Regions from separate parts of the Zea mays genome. Here region 2 is linked to region 1. The links are chromatin contacts, called in public Hi-C maps. All regions are on one chromosome and are shown on one strand. Each heading gives the region's core, a stretch centred on a gene start, on an enhancer-like site or on the middle of the called end of the contact. The rest is flanking DNA. Distances are from core to core; before and after follow the strand shown.

Region 1 (6,626 bases), core at 1,298-3,797:
CTACGGGTGTTCTTACGAATCAAGGGAATTTCTTCTTCTTCCTCCTCTTCGTCCTCATCAAGCACACAACCGCCAACTCTATCATCACCACAACCTCTGATATCGTCCTCGAGGGTGGTGCTCGCCGAGCCACCACCGAGGAGTGATGTCGAGGGACCAGCATCTTGTTCTAAGCATGATATTCGCCGAAGTCTTTTCTTTCTCTTTTTCCCCTCATCAGGCGCAGTTGGGTAGTTTGTCCGGCGCGATCGGTTGCGACAAACACCTTCAGGATTCTGAACTTCTTCGTCCTCACCAAGATTCTACCCAATCGCAACAGCTATCGACTCAGTACGGGCAGGGTCAGACGATTCTCCATCCAGCATACTAAGAACTACGTTCACCTCGACCTCATCAGCACTGATCGGCATCTGGAAATGAGTCTACCTCTCTGCTTCAGGAAGATTCCGGAATGAAGCGATGAAAGCCTCGATGTCACCCAATGAGGGTCGCACTCTATGACCCAGACTACCATCTTGAACATGAGGATTGGAAATGAATTCAGAAAAGGGACTCTGTGGAGGCATAATAAGATAGGGGAGCACCAGCATTCGAAACCTTGCCCCTTAACATCAAGTCAATCCGGCTCAGCAGGTCCTCGTGAGGAATCCGTCTATTGGTAATTCGGGTAGGGTCATTGAGCCCGGTGTACAGATAAGCTGGGTACACTCTATCTTTTAGAGGTTGGATGTTCTTGAAGACAAAGTCAGCAACAACAGCTTCGGCAGTCAGGCCCTTGTCTTTCAGCACACATATTTCGGCAAGCAATACCCTGGATTCGGCTAGCTCTGAGGCTGTGGGGGACTCTGTCCAGCTGGGTGTGCGGACATCGGTCTGCCTCCCCGATCGAGGGGGGAGGGACTTGTTGTGGTTCTCCATGGTAAACCACTCAAGGCGCCATCCTTTAATGTTGTCCTTCAGGTGGATATCAAGATATTCGACTTCCCTACCTCGATGAAGCTCCAAGCTGGCACCACCAACAAGATGATGTTGTCCTCCAGCCATCTCGGACCGACAGTGGTAGAGATATTTCCAAAACCTGAAATGAGGAAGAATTCCAAGGAAAGCCTCGCAGAGGTGAACAAACATGACAATTTGAAGAACAAAATTGGGGTTTAAATGTGTAAGATTCAGAGCGTAAAATCGAGGAGGCCGCGAAAAAAGGGAGAGGCCGACAGGGCCAGTCCTCGGATGAGAAAGGGCACGAAGACGACAGCTTCGTGGGTGTTCTCTGTTGGCTTCATGTTCTTGACTTAAATAGGAGGGCCCATTACGACCTCTCTTGTCCTTCTTTCTAAAGAGCAAAGGCATTGCCATAGCCTTTGAACCCTTCGATCGACTCATTGGTCGAGGTCTTGCTCAGCCTTATCAAAATGTTTGCTCCTCGGATGGATGGTTAGACGGTGTCAACCAAACCGATCATCAAGGTCCTATTCGATCTTCTCTCCCAACAACTATTCTTATAGTTGTTAACATGTTTCTCAATTTCAAAGTATAAATTATTTTTATTTTTAAGATTAATATTTTTTTACATACATATCTTAACATGGTGTATATATTTTCATACATAGCAAAAATTATATACTTGAAAAGGCTAAAATACTTTATAATTTGAAACAAAGCAAGTGAGCTTATTTATCTCCTTAAAAGGGATATTTGTGGAAATTCATTTCTGTATATCTTCTAAGAAATTATAAATAGTTCAAAACGGCTGATAAGTGGACACTCGCCCTTCGCACAACGAAGAAAATTAAAAGCGCAACCATACGTAATCTTAATCTTAATAAACATTACTCACCCCGTCCCAATATATTAGTCGTTTTAGCTATTGATTTTTATGTCCATATTTAAATAGATGATGATAAATCTAGACATATATGTAAAACAAATATATTAATTAATATATCAATCAACTAAAAAGGTAAAACAAATTTTATTTTGGGACAAAGGAAGTAACAAATTGAAAAAATAGTACATTGTCCGTGCGGTGACATGCAATCATATTTGGTACCATAAAAATTAAATTTAATATTAATATGAACACATGATCCATATATCAGATATTAAACTGATACGAATAAATATTATATTTTATCTAAATCAAAAGATTAAGAAAGTTATGAATTAAAAAGGAGCATAACCTTTTTTATAGCTCGCTCGATCGGTCCTCCTTCTACACCTAGCAGGATGGTATGCGGACGTTGTATTGTGTTATGCTCCAGTGGTTTCTAATGATTATCCCTATTTGATGTATTGTTAGACGAATTTGATGTACAGAACTATGCACTTTACACGTGAAGCACGACGTATAAAACTATCTTTTCAAAGGAGTAGAGAAATAAGATAAATAAAATTCATAAATGTGCTTTCCTACACAAAGTCATTCGTCAATGTAAGAAATACACACAAAAAAAAAGTCAAATCTTAAAATGGCGAACATGCGAGCCCCTAGAAACGATGACAACCAAGAGAGTGCCTCCTGTCCTCCTAACATCGATTTTCCTCCGGAATCGTAACCTCAGAAAGCCAAATCTCATTCTCCGGCGCTCAGGCCCACCCAAGCGTCGACTCTCCCGATCCAATCGGTACCTCCTAGTTCCTCGCCGGCGGTAGCGGCGTCGGGCGAACAGCGGTGACTTGGCGAGGGCGCTTGGCCGGCGACAATCATCCACTAGGTACGCTGTTCTTTCTCTTGCCTTCCTGCTGCGCGCAAACGAGCGCCCCCAAGTTATATATGCATTCGGATCTGACCCAATTACGGTATATACATGTGTGGTATCCACTAAATTCGATTTTTGTTACCGGGTGTACATGTCTTTTACTCTGCCCGCTTCTGACTCTTTTCCTTCTCCATTTCCTGTAATCTGATGTGCTGAAAAAATTATTCACGGGTATTTTATGTTGATGATGCTAAAATAGCAGATCCATCATCTATTTGTGGGAGTATTTGATTTGCAAAACTCAAACTTTTCAAGTTTTGACCAACAATTGGTCACATTATTATTCATGCTTCGTGCACAAGTGTTGCATCAAAAGATTCATATCCAACTTGACCAACAATTAGTGGAATTATTCATGCTTCATGCACAAATGTTGCACCAATAGGTTCATATCCAAAGCGCTTTTAGGATGGTGTGGATTCTGTTGTAAAGATAACATAATTCAGGACCACCCAATCAAAATATGCCTTGTATTCATGAATGGAGGGAGCAAACATTTGTAGCACCAGTGAGTTATCCCATTAAAACTATGAGAACGATTTTTCAGGATGGAAGGTGAGGCAGAGACCGTGGTTGGTTCTTGTTCTAAACCATGTGGGCCTCTGGAGGACTACTACATTCCAGATTACATTCTGAAGCCAGGTGCCCAACAAGTACTTGTTGATCATGCGGCACCCTGCCCCGTTGTAGTGTTCATCAACTCAAGATCTGGAGGCCAACTTGGAAGTAGTTTAATCAAAACATATCGTGAGCTTCTCAATGAAGCACAGGTACCTTTTGTCTTTCTGGAAATGCTAGACCATGGAAATATGCTTCTGGTCTTAATTGCATTTTGAATCTGTAATTTTTGTGAGAGCTGCTCAGTTACTTTCAGGTTTTTGATCTCTCAAAAGAGGCTCCAGATAAGGTATTGCATCGTTTATATGCCAACCTTGAAAGGCTGAAGATGGAAGGAGACATTCTTGCAGTTCAAATTTGGAGGACACTGAGGCTAATTGTGAGTCATAACACTTTCAGAATTTAGATTATTGTTATACTGTGGTATCTATCTCTTTTGCTTTCCCATTGTACTTATTTTGACTTAACAGATTTCAATTAGGTTGCAGGCGGTGATGGTACAGCTAGCTGGCTGCTTGGGGTAGTCAGTGACCTTAAGCTTTCCCACCCACCTCCAGTGGCAACTGTTCCTCTGGGAACCGGAAATAACCTCCCCTTTTCATTTGGATGGGTAAGTGGCCAACATCATTCTTTTAAACAGATTTCCTTTATATTATTGTGTCGCTGATGTTTCACACAAAAGGAAAGTTGAAGTCATTTTTATGTTTTCTCATCCATGATTAAAGATAGAATAATCAAATTCTCCTCTATCTCATCCATGGTGAAAAATTGAACATACTGATTAGTATACTGACGCTCCAATCACTATCATCCATCTACTTGTTACCTGTATACATATTGTCTAATACTTTGTACTCCTTTTGTTCCAAAAAAAAACTTGGTCCTAAGTCAAACTATCTAATGTTTGACCAAATTTATATACTGGAATACTAGTGTTTATATTACCAACTAGTCGGTTGCCCGTGCATTGCGACGGCTTACAACAATATCCACGTAAACTATCCATCAAAAAAATTCAAGATTTTTTATTGATTGTCTCCGCTCTCTGTATAATATATTTTTTGATTTGACTAACTGATGTTATTGTTTACTCCATGCAAATATGTCTTGGTACAACACGACCAATGAAGTGAGCGATTAGAAGAGAGTTCACAACGATTGACTGAATGAACAGAGATTATAAAATAACATAATTCCATCATACAAAGACCAAATAAGAGAAAGTTTGTGAGATCAAGTTTCTAAAATAAGTCCAATGAAGTCAAACTTATAAAAAAAGATGATCAAAATATGAAGTGATTGCTAAAGTCAGACATAAAAAAAAACTGAATGCGCTCCATATAAATTATGCTACTTCGTAGCAATTACTAACGTTTAAAACCAACAATAACCTTTCATTTTGCTGTTAGTGTGACAAATCATTGTTGCTCCATCCAATTCAGCAACTCAAACAACATGTAGTACATTGCGCCAATATCGTCTCAAAAACAACCTAATGCTTGCAAGAGACAAGAACGTCGTGCCGTGCTTGGGCTGTAGCCTCGGCCCGTAGTGCTGGCCCAGCCTGACACGATTATTTTTTTATTTTACAAAAAAACGTATATACATATATACAATTTATATTCAATATTAAAAACATCATGGCGTGATGTTCTACTCGTTAGACAGTTTCACCCAGTGTCTCCCACACTTCTTCTATCAGGGAATGGGTTCGAACCCCACCTCCTGCACCGTTTTTTAACATTTTACGCTGATTTAATTAAATGGATCGATGGGCTAACGGGCTGGCCCGACACAGTTAGCAAGCCGGCATGACGTGTTTGTACCATAGTTGTGGCCCGCGTGCATCTAGCCCATGTCGGGCGTCGTTACGCTGATTTAATTAAATGGATCGACGGGCTAATGGGCTGGCCCGATACAGTTAGCAGGCCGGCATGACGTGCCTGTGCCATAGTTGTGGCCCGCGTGCATCTAGCCCATGTCGGGCGTCGTTTGGCATCTATAGACGTGCAGCGGATTAATTTGAAATAGCTGTGAGGGGTTATTTGTAAAAAAAATGACGCATGACGACCGTTGAAACTGGTGCTTTAAGTATAGTATAGAATAAGTATCATTGGACACATCATGAAACATATTTTCATAATATAGTTATGTGTTGTCATAAACATTAGCTATTTTTTGATTTTTCTATAGATTTGGTCAAACTTAAGATAACTTGATTTAGGACAAAACTAAAACATTATGTTTGTTTTGGAACAGAGGGACTACTTTGCATATGTTCAAGCTGTTGTTTTAATATTTATTTTTATTGATAAGCTGCGGTGAGTGTAGAAATTTTGAAAAGTTGATGCACACTTTTGAGTTCTATGATTCTATCAGGTCATATGCAAATCCAATTTAGTTGATAAAAAAACTATTTTCTTACGTGACTTTAGCTTGCAATCTTGCATGCAATTGCTTCTACATGTAAGAAAAGATTTGTTTATGTTGAGTTCAACATTGCAGGGAAAGAAGAATCCTTCTACTGACCAAGAGGCTGTAAAATCATTCCTCGGGCTAGTAAAGCATGCAAAAGAAATTAAGATTGATAGGTACTGCCCAAGAAAAAGAGCTCGTTGTTAGTTGTTTTAGGTTATGTAATGATTTCCCTAAAGATGAAAATATTGCTAAATTTGTGTAATATTCTTCAGTTTGTAGCTTTGTGCTTGTCTAGCCCATCCTTGTGGTAGCCTGTACGGAATTATTTTCTTCATAAAGAAAATGTCTCCTGTGTGTTTGCGGCAAAAAAATTGTCTAATATTGCCTCCAATAATGGAGCATGTTCCTATGCTCATTTTTCTGCTGCTTGTAGGATGCAAATTTATTTATTACAACAACAAAGCCTTTTAGTCTCAAGCAAGTTGTGATAGGTTAGAGTTGAAACCTAGTAGAAGTCACTAGTGAAGGTTGAGGCATGTGTATAGCTCTTTTCCATGCACTCATATTCACGGCTAAAACTTTGGGTATATTCCATCCTTTTAAGTCTCCTTTTACTATCTTTTTCCATGTCAACTTCAGCCTTCTCTTGCTTCTCTTTCCCATGCAAAGTTATTTATTTACATTAAAAATAATTGAATAGTTAACCCTTCATCATCATGTCTTTCCTCAGTTTAAAGCATGCTTATTCTTTTCTCTCATGCTAAGGCAGACACAATTTACTGTAAATTTTGATGTTTCAGTTGGCACATCATTTTGAGAATGCGAGTTCCA
Region 2 (6,171 bases), core at 472-2,971, 200 kb before region 1:
TATGATTATTAGTTTGGATTTCAATTTCAAGATCCAATAGGTCCTAAAGAAAAAAGGAACCTCTAGTCCCGTTATTAACACCAATCGGGACTATTAAAGACCCTTTAAATCTGACTATTGTTACCAACTCGAGCTAAAAAAATCATTTTCAATGTCAGTTGCTTAAGTCATCAGTACTTGTAATCTTCTCAACCGCGGTACACTACACAGTGACAATCTTGGACAAAGAGATGTGATAGTTACGTGAGCGGCACATATATCCATGTCCATTCACCTCCTCGATCTATTTGTGTACTATCTGTCTGGCTGTATGTATCCATCATATATCCGTGTCCATTCATCTCCTCGATCTATTTGTCTACTATCTGTCTGGCTGTATGTATCCATCTGTCCTCGCTGGGGAGCATGCCATGCTTGCTAGCTACCTGACATGATTGAGTAATCGGCATGCAATAATTAATTACTAGAAACAATATCGTGATAAGATGACGTAGACACAAACTTTTGAGACAAAAAAAATTTCAAGATGATGAACGGCTGCAATATCTATAGAGACAGAGAAAAAGGACAATAACGCCTGGCAGAGAGGAAGCAAACATTGTGTTTGACACGTAAAAATGTGACAATTTAGGATTTAGACTAGACCATCAAGTCCTGCCATCAAGAACGTGGTAGAAAAAATATTTAGAACAATAATATTAAGATATCAAGCAAAACGAGAGAAAAGGAGAAGAACCCGCCTAACCGGCTGCTTTAAGTGGCCTGACCAGTTTTACTACTCCCTCCGGCTTAAAATAATAGTCGTTTTAATACTTGATTTTTATGTCTATGTTTAAATAAATGATGATTAATCTAGACATATATATATGACACATATATTAAATATTGTATTAATTAATTAATTAATTCAAACGAATTTTAATTTAAGACCGAGAAAGTATTGTACGATTGGCCAGACCGATTTGAGAACCGGCCTGCAGACAAGTTTTACAGTCCATTCTGAATAAATTTGATTTTCACGTTGATTTTATATCGACCTTGGCGTGAGAAACTTGGAGAACATGTTTTGAAACTGTTTTCTAATGAAATAACACAACGAGAGGATCACGACCAATTAGGATCTAACTTCAATCGTCAAAACATACCACTTTTTTTATTTTGTTGTTTGTCACATCTTCTGTCGACCCAAAAGTCGTTTGGAAATCCCATCACGTGAAGTACAAATTCAACATCGGTCTAATCCACCTTTTGGTTGATTTTTGTTTATCTACTTCTAGGGTGTTTGGTTTCATAAATAAGCCAATTCATCATTTTTTCACTCGTTATTTTTTTATTTGGTTTGTGTAATGGAATAAGTTGATCTTCCTCGTGATTAGAAATAATATTACTGCACCAAATTTATAAATGAATTTATGATGTACTATCTTAATTTAGATAGATTGATTTTCAAACCAAACATCCTCTTTGTTTTCGATATGTGATCATATTTGTTTTAATCGCAGACGTCGTCAGGTGTGAAAGGTCTATTTTGGGCCACACGCTATCTAGATTCTAGACACACGATTATTCGCCGAGAAAATAAAACGATGAGTTGAGAAATAAAATTATTATTAAAGGGCAGGAAAGAGAAGAAAAAGATGCGGCGAGGGTGGAGCTCGTGGCTGTGGAACGATGTTGCCGGCCGGGTGTGGAGGCCACGTGAAGAGCGCATGGACCAGATTGCTCCCCCATGCCGCTCTGGTGGGCCAGCCCGCAAGAACAGCCCCGAAAAAGATTCACCCACCTACACACGCCGCGCCGCCGCTTGTCTGCTTGCTTCCCCTTTTCATCATCCGGCTAGCCGTGACCTCAGACTAACACTAGTATCAAAACGCTCGGTTTGGAACACGTTTTCACTTGTGTTTTCAGACCGCTAGAGCAAGGGGCCAGTAAAAATGGTTCTTTCTATTGACAGTTACTTGAGAACTACGTGTGAAAATCAATTTCTATTGACGGGTTTCTTAACCCTCGTTGGAAATTAATTTTCACTAGCGATTGCCTTAGCTTAACCGCCAATAAAAAATGATTTCCACTAGCGGATTTTCACTGAACCAACCATCGGTGGTAAATTTTTCCTTTTAAAAAAATCCACCAGACCCAATTTTGTATATATTGACATTGAAACTACTAAAACATATTGGATCATGTTTAATTGTAGCAACATGGAGTTTAATCATATCGTACATTTATACACATCAAAGTTTTGTGCTTACAATCATAAAGTGAGACGTATACACATCACAGATTATATACATCTAAGTTTTCACCTCTGCTCTAATAACTATTGAGCTAAGATTTAATCTACTAATTTCTGTTAGCACTCTAAACCGCCTGAGCTTTGCCGCACGTCTCACTTCGAGGGGTAAGCAGTGTCTGGTTGGGGCTGTTGGCTGCTACCCCAAACGCCATGGAGCTTGTGGCCGACGGGTCGGGTCTGGGGAACACCAGCTTGCGTGGAGAGCTTCCATGGACCCTCCTCGTCGCGGCTGGCCACCTCATGCGTGATGAGGTTGCTGAAGGCGCAACCCATTAATGGCTTGCTTGCTGGTCTCCACCGGCACACCGAGGGATTTGGGACTCAACCCACTTGAGTGTGTGTGACAGTGAAGACTGAGCAAGCAATGAGTTTGTGCGGCGGAAAGCAAGTCAGCGCAACAGAGTGTGCTAACCCTTGCTCCTGGCCTATGGGACCCCACCAATGGATTATAGGGAGGTCATGTTGATGAATGCGTAGCCTTCGTCATTATGACTTCCCGAAACCCATTGGCGGGTAGAAGAAGTCACTCCCCACGAGCGGGGGAGGTGACTCCACCTACTACGGAGCATAGCGGCTGATAGCCGGCGACGGCCTTGCTTGCGCTCGGCTGTCAAATGGCAATGGCTACCTCGAGTACCACCATGTTCTACTAGGGGTCACCGCCTGCGACCCCGAGCACGACGGAGCCTGGGGGAGCCTACGGTGGTAACCTCAAGCAAAGTGCTTGAGGCTCCCACCGCCTTCTTCCTGATGGTGTCGACGCGATTGTTGAGGCGCCGCTTGAGATCGACGGCGAGCATCTTGGGATGTCGTTTTTTTGTCTTTCGCCATACGTCGTCAAATCCTCCTCGGCTGAGCTCGTCGGCAGACGAACGGAATGTCATTGGTAAGGGGCCAATGTAACACCCCGTCCAATCTCGGACCAGCGGTACTTACTCCTGGCAGCTCTCTAGGATCATATATTGTCCCCACAGACCAACACGAGTCTTTTATGTGCATTTTGTCCTCACTCATGTGAACCCGAGAAAATTTCCTAGTCGGTCACCCATCCCAAATTACTCCAAGCCAAGCACGCTTAACTTGGAGGTTCTTTCGAGACAGGCTTCTGAAATAAGAAGATGCACCTTGTTGGTATGGATACTCTATTAATTCTATTAAGCCTTGGGCCAGGATATCACCATCCCAAGGGCCACGATATCACAATCCATCCCCTTAGAAGACCGACATCCTCGTCGGTCAACTCCAATCCAGGAACCTCCCCTTTTAACCACGTTTGTATGTCTAGTGTCGTCATATGCCATGTCATGTAACCACTCTAGGCCCATATGCACCATGCAACATATACCCGAACCCCTAACCCACACACACCCGTGAAACTGTGAGGGTCGGCTCTGATACCACTTATAACAACCCGTCCAATCCCGAATCGGCGGTACTTACTCCTGGCAGCTCTCTAGGATCATATATTGTCCTCACAGACCAACACGAGTCTTTTGTGTGCACATTGTCTTCACTCATGCGCACCAGAGAAAACTTCTCGGTCGGTCACCCATCCCAAATTGCTCCAAGTCAAGCATGCTTAACTTGGAGGTTCTTTTGAGATAGGCTTCTAAAAAAGAAGATGCACCTTATTGGTATGGATACTTTATTAATTCTATTAGGCCTTGGGACAGGATATCACCATCCTAGGGGCCAGGATATCATAGCCAGGCTGAGCGCCCATCCCCCTACCTGGCACGCCAACTATCGTGGTTTCCGGAACCGGGGGATATAAGATTTGTGTTTGGCAGGGGTGTTAGCGCGGACTCACTCTGAATGGTGAGCTATGAGGGGCTCAAGGGTGGATCTGAGGCGAGTTGATTATAGTGGTTCAAGCCGGAGCCCTAGTCCAGTGTAGGTTGCTCGCTATGTTGCTCGGCGGGCAGGTTGCTCGGCAGCCCCGCCTTGCTGGGTTGCTCGGCGGACATTTGTTCGGTGGGCCGGCCGGCTTGGTGGGTTGTCCCCGGGTGGCCTTTTGGATCTTCCCATCGAGCTGCTTGGTAGACGGGCCACCTGGTTCGTGGGCCATCTTTAGGAGGCATTCGGGCCTTCTTTGAGTACCTTCTCTTTTGGTGTGCGTGCAAACGCATCCGTTAGATGTAGCCCCCAAGTAATCCATGTGGATTGTCTGGGGGTTCATACAGTATAAGGGGTGGACCCCTTCTTGTGATGGTTTGTCACACACTGAGCGTGAGTCCATTTGTTTCTCGGGTGCGCGTGAGCGCATGTGCTAGATGTAGTCCTTCAGTCACTTAGTAATCTGTGTGGGTTGCTTGGAGGTTTATGCAGTGTAAGGGGTGGACCCTTTCCTGCGATGGTTCGTCACGCATCGGGCGCGAGTCCATCGGCCTCTCGGGCGCACGTGATCGCATCGGCCAGACGTGTGCATGGAACAGATCTTCTTCTAGTCTTCGTGTAGATTTCCTGGCCCGTAGCGCCCTCGCCTCGTCTAATCGAGGCAGGGTGCAGGAGTAGGTTGAGGTGTAGGCTGGAGTGTTTCTGCTCGCCGTACCCTTGCCTCGTCTAATCGGGGCATAGCACAGGAGTAGGTTGTGGCGTAGGCTGAAGCGCTACCATGTGTAGAGATGCTCTGACGTTGTCGTCCCGTCTTCTCTGCCTGTCACCCTTCGCCTTGGCACCTCGCGCGCTACAGTGGGGGCCATGATGGCAGTAGCCCACATGGTCCTGAGAGTCAATGGTCCCGCCTCGGTAACGTGCGATCCACTCCTAATGGTGGACATTTGTCTCGCTGGGTTGCTCGTCGGACATTTGTTTGGCGAGCCGTCGTCGGGTGGCCTTTTAGATCTTCCCACCGAGCTGCTTGGCAGGCGGGCCGTCTGGTTCGTGGGACGTCTTTGGGAGGCCTTCGGGTCTTTTTTGGGTACTCTGTTTTCAGGTACCAAACAATAATGAAGTTTAAAATAGGAAGTGAGATATAAATAAGATAATGAGGTTACTAGAGACGGCCTTAATGGCCATTTCTAGTTCGACCTCTTTGCAAACATGAGGATATGTCATAATTTTTTTGTGAATCAATAATTAATCATAAATAGTCATAAAATTATTATGGACTAATAATTAATGATAAAGGTTTGAATCATCTGGAACGCGTCATAACTAGTCCCTTCATCCATATTTAATTGTCACTATGGGCTGTCAAGTTTTCCTATATTTAATGATATTTAATAAAAATAGTAGTAACATTTATATCTCGTATTATAAGAGTAGACTAATAATTAATGATAAAGGTTTGAATCATCTGGAACGCGTCATAACTAGTCCCTTCATCCATATTTAATTGTCACTATGGGCTGTCAAGTTTTCCTATATTTAATGATATTTAATAAAAATAGTAGTAACATTTATATCTCGTATTATAAGAGTAGATTTAATGATTTATATAATAAGGTTAGTTATGTCATATTAATATTATACATATACATATGGTCGAAGTCATAAAGCGAGAACATTAGTTGGAATAAAACAGAAGGAAACAGATTATTCACGCGCTATCTTAATCTTAAGATACTAGATAAGTGTCTGTGCGTTGCAACAGAAACATATAATACCACAAAAACTTATGTATAAATTTATGTTACACTGTTATGAGAAAATGTTTCATAATCCGTTATGATAAAATGTACGTTACAATATTATAAAAAAATGTTTCGCAATCCATTATGACCATAGCCATATATAAATCATGTACACGGCCTGACCCATTGCGCACGAATAGTGTACATTAGTTGGAATAAACCAGTACGGGCTGGCATGGGAGATTTCCCCCGCACAAATAGTGTACATAAAGAGCCGTTTTACATTAGTAAAAAAAATAC

What was found. Hi-C and Micro-C count contacts between places; a contact is called where the count stands out from the background.
Region 2: a contact with region 1 is called in a Hi-C map of leaf, with 5 times the contacts expected there. The contact joins the enhancer-like site here to the promoter of LOC100127508 in region 1. A contact is called at or near these places in 4 of 25 Hi-C or Micro-C datasets (ear, endosperm, leaf and 1 more).

What each region holds. Positions count from the first base shown.
Region 1 is chr10:56,952,855-56,959,480 of Zm-B73-REFERENCE-NAM-5.0, reverse strand. LOC100127508 (Diacylglycerol kinase 2) reads left to right here and starts at 2,547. Exons shown (of 13, transcript NM_001112765.1): 1 at 2,547-2,714; 2 at 3,307-3,529; 3 at 3,634-3,756; 4 at 3,859-3,987; 5 at 5,883-5,968; 6 at 6,596-6,626. The coding sequence starts at 3,308. It also overlaps the pseudogene LOC111590430.
Region 2 is chr10:57,156,046-57,162,216 of Zm-B73-REFERENCE-NAM-5.0, reverse strand. No RefSeq gene overlaps it. Among protein-coding and RNA genes, the nearest start is that of LOC103641101, 9.2 kb to the right of the region's middle. Within about 2 kb of position 1,721, at least 17 of the 20 cell types and tissues checked have an H3K27ac peak or open chromatin away from gene starts, as enhancers often do. A contact at or near this core is called in ear, endosperm and leaf, where this site is marked.